3 separate regions of the Mus musculus genome follow, and regions 1 and 3 are each linked to region 2. Evidence: chromatin contacts called from public HiChIP or PLAC-seq data. All regions are on one chromosome and are shown on one strand. The core of a region is the stretch at or near the end of the contact, and the rest is flanking DNA. Distances in the headings are between cores, read along the strand shown. Region 1 has its middle 23 kb from the start of Esd. Region 2 holds the start of Rubcnl (RUN and cysteine rich domain containing beclin 1 interacting protein like). Region 3 overlaps Htr2a (5-hydroxytryptamine (serotonin) receptor 2A).

What was found. HiChIP or PLAC-seq counts read pairs in DNA pulled down with a chosen protein or histone mark.
Region 1: a contact with region 2 is called in an H3K4me3 HiChIP or PLAC-seq map of bone marrow-derived macrophages, with 2.2 times the contacts expected there. The contact joins the enhancer-like site here to the promoter of Rubcnl in region 2. A contact is called at or near these places in 10 of 39 promoter capture datasets (the 3T3-L1 cell line, HPC-7-derived erythroid cells, embryonic stem cells and 5 more), 2 of 15 datasets of contacts at CTCF or cohesin (the NIH/3T3 cell line and large pre-B cells), 3 of 115 datasets of contacts at active chromatin or transcription factors (bone marrow-derived macrophages and embryonic stem cells) and 2 of 9 other capture datasets (embryonic stem cells and liver).
Region 3: a contact with region 2 is called in an H3K4me3 HiChIP or PLAC-seq map of bone marrow-derived macrophages, with 4 times the contacts expected there. The contact joins the enhancer-like site here to the promoter of Rubcnl in region 2. A contact is called at or near these places in 2 of 39 promoter capture datasets (embryonic stem cells and stem cell-derived epiblast-like cells), 4 of 115 datasets of contacts at active chromatin or transcription factors (bone marrow-derived macrophages and embryonic stem cells) and 1 of 9 other capture datasets (embryonic stem cells).

The regions. Positions count from the first base shown.
Region 1 is chr14:74,707,683-74,710,498 of GRCm38.p6, reverse strand. No RefSeq gene overlaps it. Among named protein-coding and RNA genes, the nearest start is that of Esd, 23 kb to the left of the region's middle. Within about 2 kb of position 1,253, at least 1 of the 459 cell types and tissues checked has an H3K27ac peak or open chromatin away from gene starts, as enhancers often do. A contact at or near this core is called in bone marrow-derived macrophages, where this site is marked.
Region 2 is chr14:75,014,628-75,017,327 of GRCm38.p6, reverse strand. It overlaps Rubcnl (RUN and cysteine rich domain containing beclin 1 interacting protein like), which reads right to left and starts at 1,301. Exons shown (of 14, transcript NM_198642.2): 1 at 1,162-1,301.
Region 3 is chr14:74,688,576-74,691,276 of GRCm38.p6, reverse strand. The region is part of intron 2 of Htr2a (5-hydroxytryptamine (serotonin) receptor 2A); the gene reads right to left. Among named protein-coding and RNA genes, the nearest start is that of Esd, 42 kb to the left of the region's middle. Within about 2 kb of position 1,451, at least 10 of the 459 cell types and tissues checked have an H3K27ac peak or open chromatin away from gene starts, as enhancers often do. A contact at or near this core is called in bone marrow-derived macrophages, where this site is marked.

The DNA.
Region 1 (2,816 bases), core at 4-2,503, 310 kb after region 2:
AACCCAGTTTTTACACTTCCAGTGTGTTGCAGGCTGTCAGGGACGGCTATGATCTGCGGTAGCCATCTCTGTCAATTAGGCAGGGCGTGACCCAAACCTGTGCATCCTAGAGACATTCCAATGAGGTACAGGGTGTTTAGGACGACTTAAGCTTATAGCCAGTGTATAACAAGAAGCAAATGTGGAAACAGGAGAGTTTGGGTTCTGAAATGTCCTTCTTCTCCCACTTGGATGAAGCACTTAGGGGTTGGAATCAGATGGCCCCGGCTTGAAGTGCTATATTTCTTATTAGTGGTGTGGCTTTTGACACATCACTAACTGAATCTCAGTTTTCTCATTTTCAAAATAGACTATTCCTACCTTTAGGCTAGATGTGAAGGAGTCCATGTATGTAAAATAAACAAAACAGCTGAACACATGGACTCTACAGTAGGTAGGTGCTCAACACATAACAACCTGGAAAAAAAAAACTACTCTCCCTCTTTGTAATTATTTCTACACTTTTTTTTCATTAAATTTTTTTTTTGGAAACAAGGTGTCATATAAAGCCTTGTAATCTGTAGGCATCCTTCCCCCCACCTTCTGATGCTGGGGTTACAGGCATAAAGCCCTGCTTTGTTCCTACACTTAAAGGTGCAATGATGAGTCATGTGACTTTCTGGCCTGTTTAATGATGTTACATATCCCTGTTTAACTATGGTTCCTGTGCTGGTGTTTGTGTGTGTGTGTGTGTGTGTGTGTGTGTGTGTGTGTTTGTGCATGTATGGTAATGCATATGCACACCTATATGTGTGTGTCTCTATATTTCTGGGTTGTATCAGTAGGACACAGAGAACCTATGTGACTGGAAGCTGACTCATGACCGTTAAGCTGATGCAGGGGATTCTAGCATTGTGAGATAGTTGAAGCCAGAAGCACAGGTTGTTGCTTTCCAACTATCCCCAACTTGAAGACCTGGGAGGTCTGGGACAATTCCTTCTAGCAAACACAACTCTGGAGTCAACTTTTTTTTTTTTTAAGTGGACTTTATTTGCAATTAATCATTCATTCTTGAAATATTTTAGAATAGATTAAAACCAGTACATAAAATAAATCTTCACTGTATTTGTTACATTATGGCACAGAATAACTTAACACTTTTATAAATATGTTTCATCAGTGCACAAAATGGGAGAAGAACCCTTTTGCTAAAAGCAGCCCGGTAGCAGTTTGGACTACAGTAGCATTTTTCAAAACTGACCATGAGATGGCGCTGTGGTCCAATAGATTATGTAAGCTTTAACTGAGTTTTTCTTAAATATGGCGTTGAATCCCTTAAGTCTAGTAGACTCTATCAATCAACTTAAAGAAGAGTGAAGTTTGTTACTCTTTTAATAATATTGACTAGAAGTGAATCCTTTCATCATGGATCCATAAATCATTCAATGGTTATTTTTTTCTCCCCTCCTGGGGAGAGGAGTATATCTAAGAAGCCATAGATGTCTAGAAGTACCAGACTAAAGAGAGGCCTAAAGTTATCATTCAACTTCAGATTAATAAACTGAATATAGACATTTGTTTTCAACACCCTGATAGAATGGTGTTAAAATCTTTCCTTATATTAAAGCATCTTCCAGTTTATTTAAAGTGTACCTCTGTTACACAGTAACCTCCTTTGGCCGTCATGGAAGGTCATGGGAATATTAGAACATTAATTCACATTTAGATCAACATGATTCAAACATGCACATGTGTATGTTTTCACCACTTGCTCTTCTTCATATAAATATATAAATGTTGAATAAAGTGCATGGAACATGTCTGTACATATATATACAGGTACACGTTTTCTTATATACCCTTTAAGAGATAGTTACAGAGAGGGAAAAGCCACATACACACTGGTAATATATGTGTAGTCAAAAGACACCTTTCAGCGGGGTTTCTGTTCATTCTGATGAAGAGTAAGTTCATGGAATTAGAATCTGCACCCGTTCCTTCATACGTATTGGCATGTGCAGAGTTTCAAACTAAGGCAAAACACATTAGAACAGGCTTCTTAACACTTCTATTTTTTATTAGTCAGTATAGTCTAATCACTAAGGACTAACTTCTTTCAAGTATAACCTTGGGACTGGTGACATGTTATAAATTTTAGACCTGAAGCCATGACCTTCATTCAAAGTGTCTGTAAAGACATACTTAGGAAAACCTTAATTTCCAACTTACACGATGAAGTTTTCTACATGCTTTAGTTCCTAAACCTGTAACATTTCCCAAAGGCTTGCAACAAAACACCTTTGTAGCCAATAAGGATGTTTCAGCCTTTTACTCTGTCTCAACAGTAATGTGCAATTCACCGGTGTGTCACAGTGTCATGGTGGATTCACTATAACTGGCCTTAGTCTGTAGTAGCCATTTCTACTGAACGTTATGGTAGCTGATACTTGCCTTTTGACTGGAAGCTAGTGTCTGTCAGAGCAAAATGAATGTAGTTTTAGAGGGAAGCAACAAAAATATTGCTTTTAACCTTGTATTTATAAATTGGACCCAATTTGTGGTGTTTATTTTTATGCATTACATGCAATCTTTGATTCAATTGATATTTTCCCATTTCCTTGTTTCCTTGGCAAATATCTATAACCAATGAGAATTATTAAAAAAAATTCTCAAGAGTTGATACAAACTCTTTTCTGAATCAGGTAAGGAAAAAATTGAACTGGTTGATTCTGAAAATGAATCTATATACTTTTTTTTGATAACAACCAATTAAGTTGTCATTTTTAATGCAAAAATCTTATATATCTTTTTTTAAATATCCTTATTAACTAAGAAAC
Region 2 (2,700 bases), core at 52-2,551:
CTTTCTAACTCTCAGGGGAACGGAACCTGTGTTCTCCCCTCTCACCAAGGGAACTGGGGTCATGGAGGTGCCTTGACGACTATTTGGACTTGGGACTTGTCTAAGAAATCCCAAGTTTACTAACTGGGCCCCAAACCTTTGCTCTCTCGAACCACAACTTCAACTGAAGATCTAGCACTTGGCAGTGTAACTTGCCATAGGGGCACCTCCAGAATACATGGGGAGGTATATTGTTTTGTTTGCTTGGTTTTGGTTTGTTTGATTTTGTTTTCTGAGCCTTCGTTCTCATTTAGAGTAATATCCCTTTTCAAGCATTCTCTCTTCCACGGGCAAATCCCTCACCGGGTCAGGGAATTGCTTCAATTCCAGGTCAGCAGGTAGACGGACTTCAGGTGGAGTGTGCTTGCTTACATTGGCGAAACGTTTTTCAGCTACCTTGACAAGTCCAGGGCAGTTGGATATGAGGATGGGGTTCTCAAGGTTCATGCCTTTGAGGAACTGAGAAGAGCCAGGGGACCGCCTGGGTTCGTCTCTGTCCTGCCGCAATGAGGATGCCTGGCTACCTCTCCTGGCCCTTGTTTTGTAAAGTCACACCGCAAAAGTCCTCTTCTCTCCAGAGACAACTTCCCACAGCTCCCAAGCAACCATGACACTGTCCTGAGCGCCTCCAGGAACATGGGTCACCCTAAGTCATCTCTCCCTAGCCCAGGGCTTCTCATCTGCACTGTGCCTTGCTTCCTGCAGGCAGGCCAGTAGGGCTCGCCAGCGCTGCTTCAGGACACCTTCAGGGGTCACTGCCTTGAGGACAGGCAGCTAGGACAGGGATGCAGCCAGGACGCTGCGGGGACGCCAGTTATCTTTGCTTCCCTCCGCCCGCGACACTCGTGATCTGAAAAGCTCGGGGAAAGCGAAGCCTGAGACTGCGAGAACGCGGAGACACGGGGACGCGCTCCCGAGTGGGCGCCTTTAGACCCACGCCTCACGGACACACTCTGCCCTCGGACGCCACCGACCCGCCAACCCTGGGTGTAATAAACACGAAAAACAAACTTGGCACAAATGAGCTCCCCGCCCCCAACTCCCAAGCTGCGGCTCCCCCCACCTCCCAACTCGGATGTGTAGGAGCTCAAGTCAGAGAACCTCGCGGGGACCGCGACTTACCTACGCCTCCTGGCCGTTTTATCCACCAAATAGCCACCTTGCCCCGTGGCAGCGACAGGTTCGGATCACCTCCTCCGTGTGCCAACAGCTCCGAGGTTCTGATGGTGCAGAGAGAAGCTGCCAACGAATACAGAAAGTTTTCACCAATAGAAACCGAAGTTCTCTCGACTTCGAACGTGCAACTGCCCTCAGCTCCTCTAGGTGGCGCACGGTGCTCTTTGGGGAAAGAACTGGGACTCTTAATCCTGCACACAGCTCCAGCATCCCAAGTCATCTCTGCTAAAATTGGGAAATGGATCCCTGCTTCGCCTACAGGGCTCCGTTCTCAAAACCTACTTCCATCGCTTTTGACGGTCCCTTGGTTTTGTTCATTGACTTGTCCAGGTCGTGGAGCAAATACAATGATATTTTGGATTATTTGTTTAACATCTCTGAAACACCTTCAGTCCCTGGGGCATCCTAGTTTGGATGGTTTAAACTTAACTAGTTGTTGCCTCTTCGGAGTAAGTTAGAAAACAATAAGACAAAGTCAGCTGAATACTAGCTGTCCATCATTGTCTTCCCCTTCCCGTGTGGCCGGTTTACTTGGGGGTTACACTGGGTTAGACCTGGAAAGATCCTGAGTTATCTGACCACCCTCTGGGAAAACCTGACATTAAAAGGTCAGAAAGAGGAGCTGGTGTGGAAGCAGAAGGATTGAAACTTTGATGCCAACAAAAGCTACATGGCAAGACTATTTCAAGACAAGTTAATAGACAAACAGTGCAAGTTAGTGCTAATGCTGTTGCTCGGCTGCTGAGCTTGCTTCCTTTTCTGTTTAAGTATCCTTGAAGCCACCCCTGATGGAAACAAATCATCTGTTTCAAAGCTAAGGGATATGTGGCTTACAGTGTTGTATAACTCATCTGAGGTCCCATAGCTAGATAGCACAGTCAGACTTGTTAAGGTAGGTGTATCTGGCAGGAGATCTTATATCCAATTTCTTTCTTTTTTTTTAAGATTTATTTATTTATTATATATAAGTACACTGTAGCTATCCTCAGATACTCCATAAGAGGGTGTCAGATCTCATTACGGATGGTTGTGAGCCACCATGTGGTTGTTGGGATTTGAACTCAGGACCTTCTCGACAGCCCTTATATCCAATTTCTATGAAGCATCAAATAAGCCGACAAATTATGAAAAGGGGACTATGTGAGAAACTTGATTCAGGAATATCTAAAAGGAGAGAAATCAGAGCACAGGACATGGAGAAAGAATCTTACAGTGAATGTCATGCTGAGCACATTAAAGTTTGAATCTGGGGCCTGGAGAGATGGCTCATCAGTTAAAAGCACTGACTGCTCTTTCAGAGGTCCTGAGTTCGAATCCCACAACCACATGGTGGCTCACAGCCATCTGTAATGAGATCTGATGTCCTCTTCTGGTGTGTCTGAAGACAGCTACAGTATATGAACTGGGCTTCCTTATATATAGTAAATAATAAAGAAATCTGAAAGTTTGAATCTGAGATGTCCCCTACAGGTTTTGTTTGTTTGT
Region 3 (2,701 bases), core at 202-2,701, 330 kb after region 2:
ATGTCCAGCACACAGTGCTTAAATAATGTTTCTGAGATAACCGACCAAGAAAATGAGGCAAAACAGTTATGACTAAGTCGTAGACTTTCTCATCTTAGCAACAGACCTAAGAGGCTGCCCAAATATAGGTCTTTTGAGGGTTAATAATTTAGGCAGCTTGGGCTTCGTAGAAGATGCAGATAAAGATATTAATTTGAGAATCCTCTATCTAAACTCTCTATTAGAGACTCCTCTAATTTGTGTTGTCTGTAATGTTTCAGCTGGTAAAATTCTCTTAATGCTTCTGACCTAACCCTGTACTGGGAGAACTTGGCATGGGGTGGTCACAACAACCACATACCCACTTTAAAGCAGAATGGGGATTACTTAGGGACAAAAGACAGGATAATGGGGGTGACAATGAGCAAAATAATGAGATATATACATATGTGTGTGTGTACAAAAATGTCATAAGAAAACAGCATTTTATATAACCAAAAATTAAAAAATCAGATTAGCAGCAAATATTATATAAAACTTATTTTGTTCCAGACTCACCCTAAGTGCTTTTTGCAAATTAGCTCGCTCATTCCTCATAGCAACCCTGTGCAGTAGCATTATCTCTATTTGCTGATGAGAAAATGGAGAGACAGAGGGGTTAATCAGCTTGCCCAAGGTCACACAGTGAGTGGCTGAACTAGAATTTTGACCTATACTCAATCTGGCTCTGTAGTCTTTGTTCTTTAACACCGTGTGGCCCCAGCATAACAAGTTTAGACATGAGTTGTGCAGGTTCAGGGGCCAAGTTCTCTCCCTTTAAAGAGTTGAGGTGGTCAGGCCTCTCTCTTGGGTCTTGAATCCTCAGGTTATAGGGGCTTAGAAGTTATGTCATGCCCTGTGCAATGTTTTTTGAACACACACCTCTTTCGTGTACTTGTAACACAGGGGAGATCACCTCAGTTTTAGAGCCATTAAGATGCAGTTGAGGTGAAAGCAGGGTTATGGCTTCCCAGAGGAAACATAAAAATGAAGGCGGCATGGGGTAGCCTCTGGACCTTAGTGTGAAGGGATAATTGCCTTTTACTATAGGCCTTTAATGCACAATTTGCAGGCTAATATTGTTTAAATTACCATCTCTTCCACTGTTTCTTATAACGTTTAAGTTCCGCCATTGAATTCCTGAGAAGTGGTGCCCTAGCCCTGTACTGTCATGGATTCTCCCCCAACGTAAGCTGTGGAGGATGTCGGGGTGGGGGGTGGGGACAGAGAGCAGACACCCTTAGAGATGAACGCAGACGTTTACATTTGTGTGTCCAAGTTTAGAAGAGGTGGGCTCTGCCAGTACTCTCATGCATAAGACATGTTGGATCCCTGGGCCTAGATGAACAGTGAATGTGTTGGATATGTGTGGTCTGTGTGCACACATGTTCATCCCTGTTGGTAAAACAGGCTCCCTGCTTCCCTGTTCTGCTTTTTCTGGACAGTGCTTTCTTGAGAACAGGGAAGTTCTTTATAATTAGGACACATCGTAAGGAACAGAAGTCACAGTCAGAAGTAAATGAGTCAGATCTTTTATGAGGAGATGCAGAGGAAGGGTGATAAGCTACCGGGGAAACATGGCACCCTGACATCCCGGAAGGAGTTCATTTGCTGGGTAGCTCTTCCAGGTTAACACAAAAGGACCTATTAGAGTCTGTCAGGTAGGAAGGGCTCTGCAATGTGGGAAATCAATAGGATGGAAACAGAAACTTCTAGAAAGTTGCTATAGTTTTCCATTTCACAGGGGTACGTTTAGAATAATGAGATCATCTTTTTAGCCATATTATGGGTACCTGTGGTGTGTGTGTGTGTGTGTGTGTGTGTGTGCATGTGAGGTGTGTTGTGTTTATATGTGGTGCGTGTGTGTGTATGTGGTGATTTCATGTGTTTGTATGTGTAGTATGTTGTGTGTGTGTGTGAGAGAGAAAGAGAGTGTGTGTGTGGTGTGTTGTATGTGTAGATCCTGCTGATCAAGTTGCAAACATCTCTATAATGTGCAAGCTAACTTTTAGATTTTGTGAGAATAACAGGAAGTTGTTTAGTTTTCTGCAGCCCATTAAACATTTGTACCTGATGTATTTTGTGGTAGGCAGAATAATGGTGTTCTAGAGGTACCCTCACTAGGCTCCCGGAATGCATGGCTATGTTCTAGGTCACGTTCCACAGTAAAGAGGCGTTAAGGTGACAGTCAGGAGTAAAGCATACGGATCAGTTGATATTAAAATAGGCTGTACACCTTGGACCACCCAGGTGGGCCCAATGTAATCATCGAGGTCTTTAGAAGTGGAAGCAGGAGGCAGGAAAATTGATTTGATCAAAGCAACTGAGGGAGAGGAAGGCCCACCTGGTCCTGCCTGGCTTTGCAGATAGAGCGAATATATAGGCCTAGCTTGTCTCTCTCTTGTGTTTTGAAGGAGGAAAACTGGCTTCCAGGGAGATCATACTAAAAGGTATCATGTGCCCATATCCTGCCTGGGTACCTCTATGAACATCTGCATGGGCTATCACTCTCTCTCAAAATCCTCTGACTTCATGCTTAGAAACAGAAGAGAAGGCTCAGAGGCCAGCTAATGGCTCTTGGTCCTCTTTGCAGTATTATTGGTTATTGGATATACATTGGGACCAATGTGCAACTTAAAAAACAAACAAACAAACAAACAAACAAACATCTGGCTGCATCCAT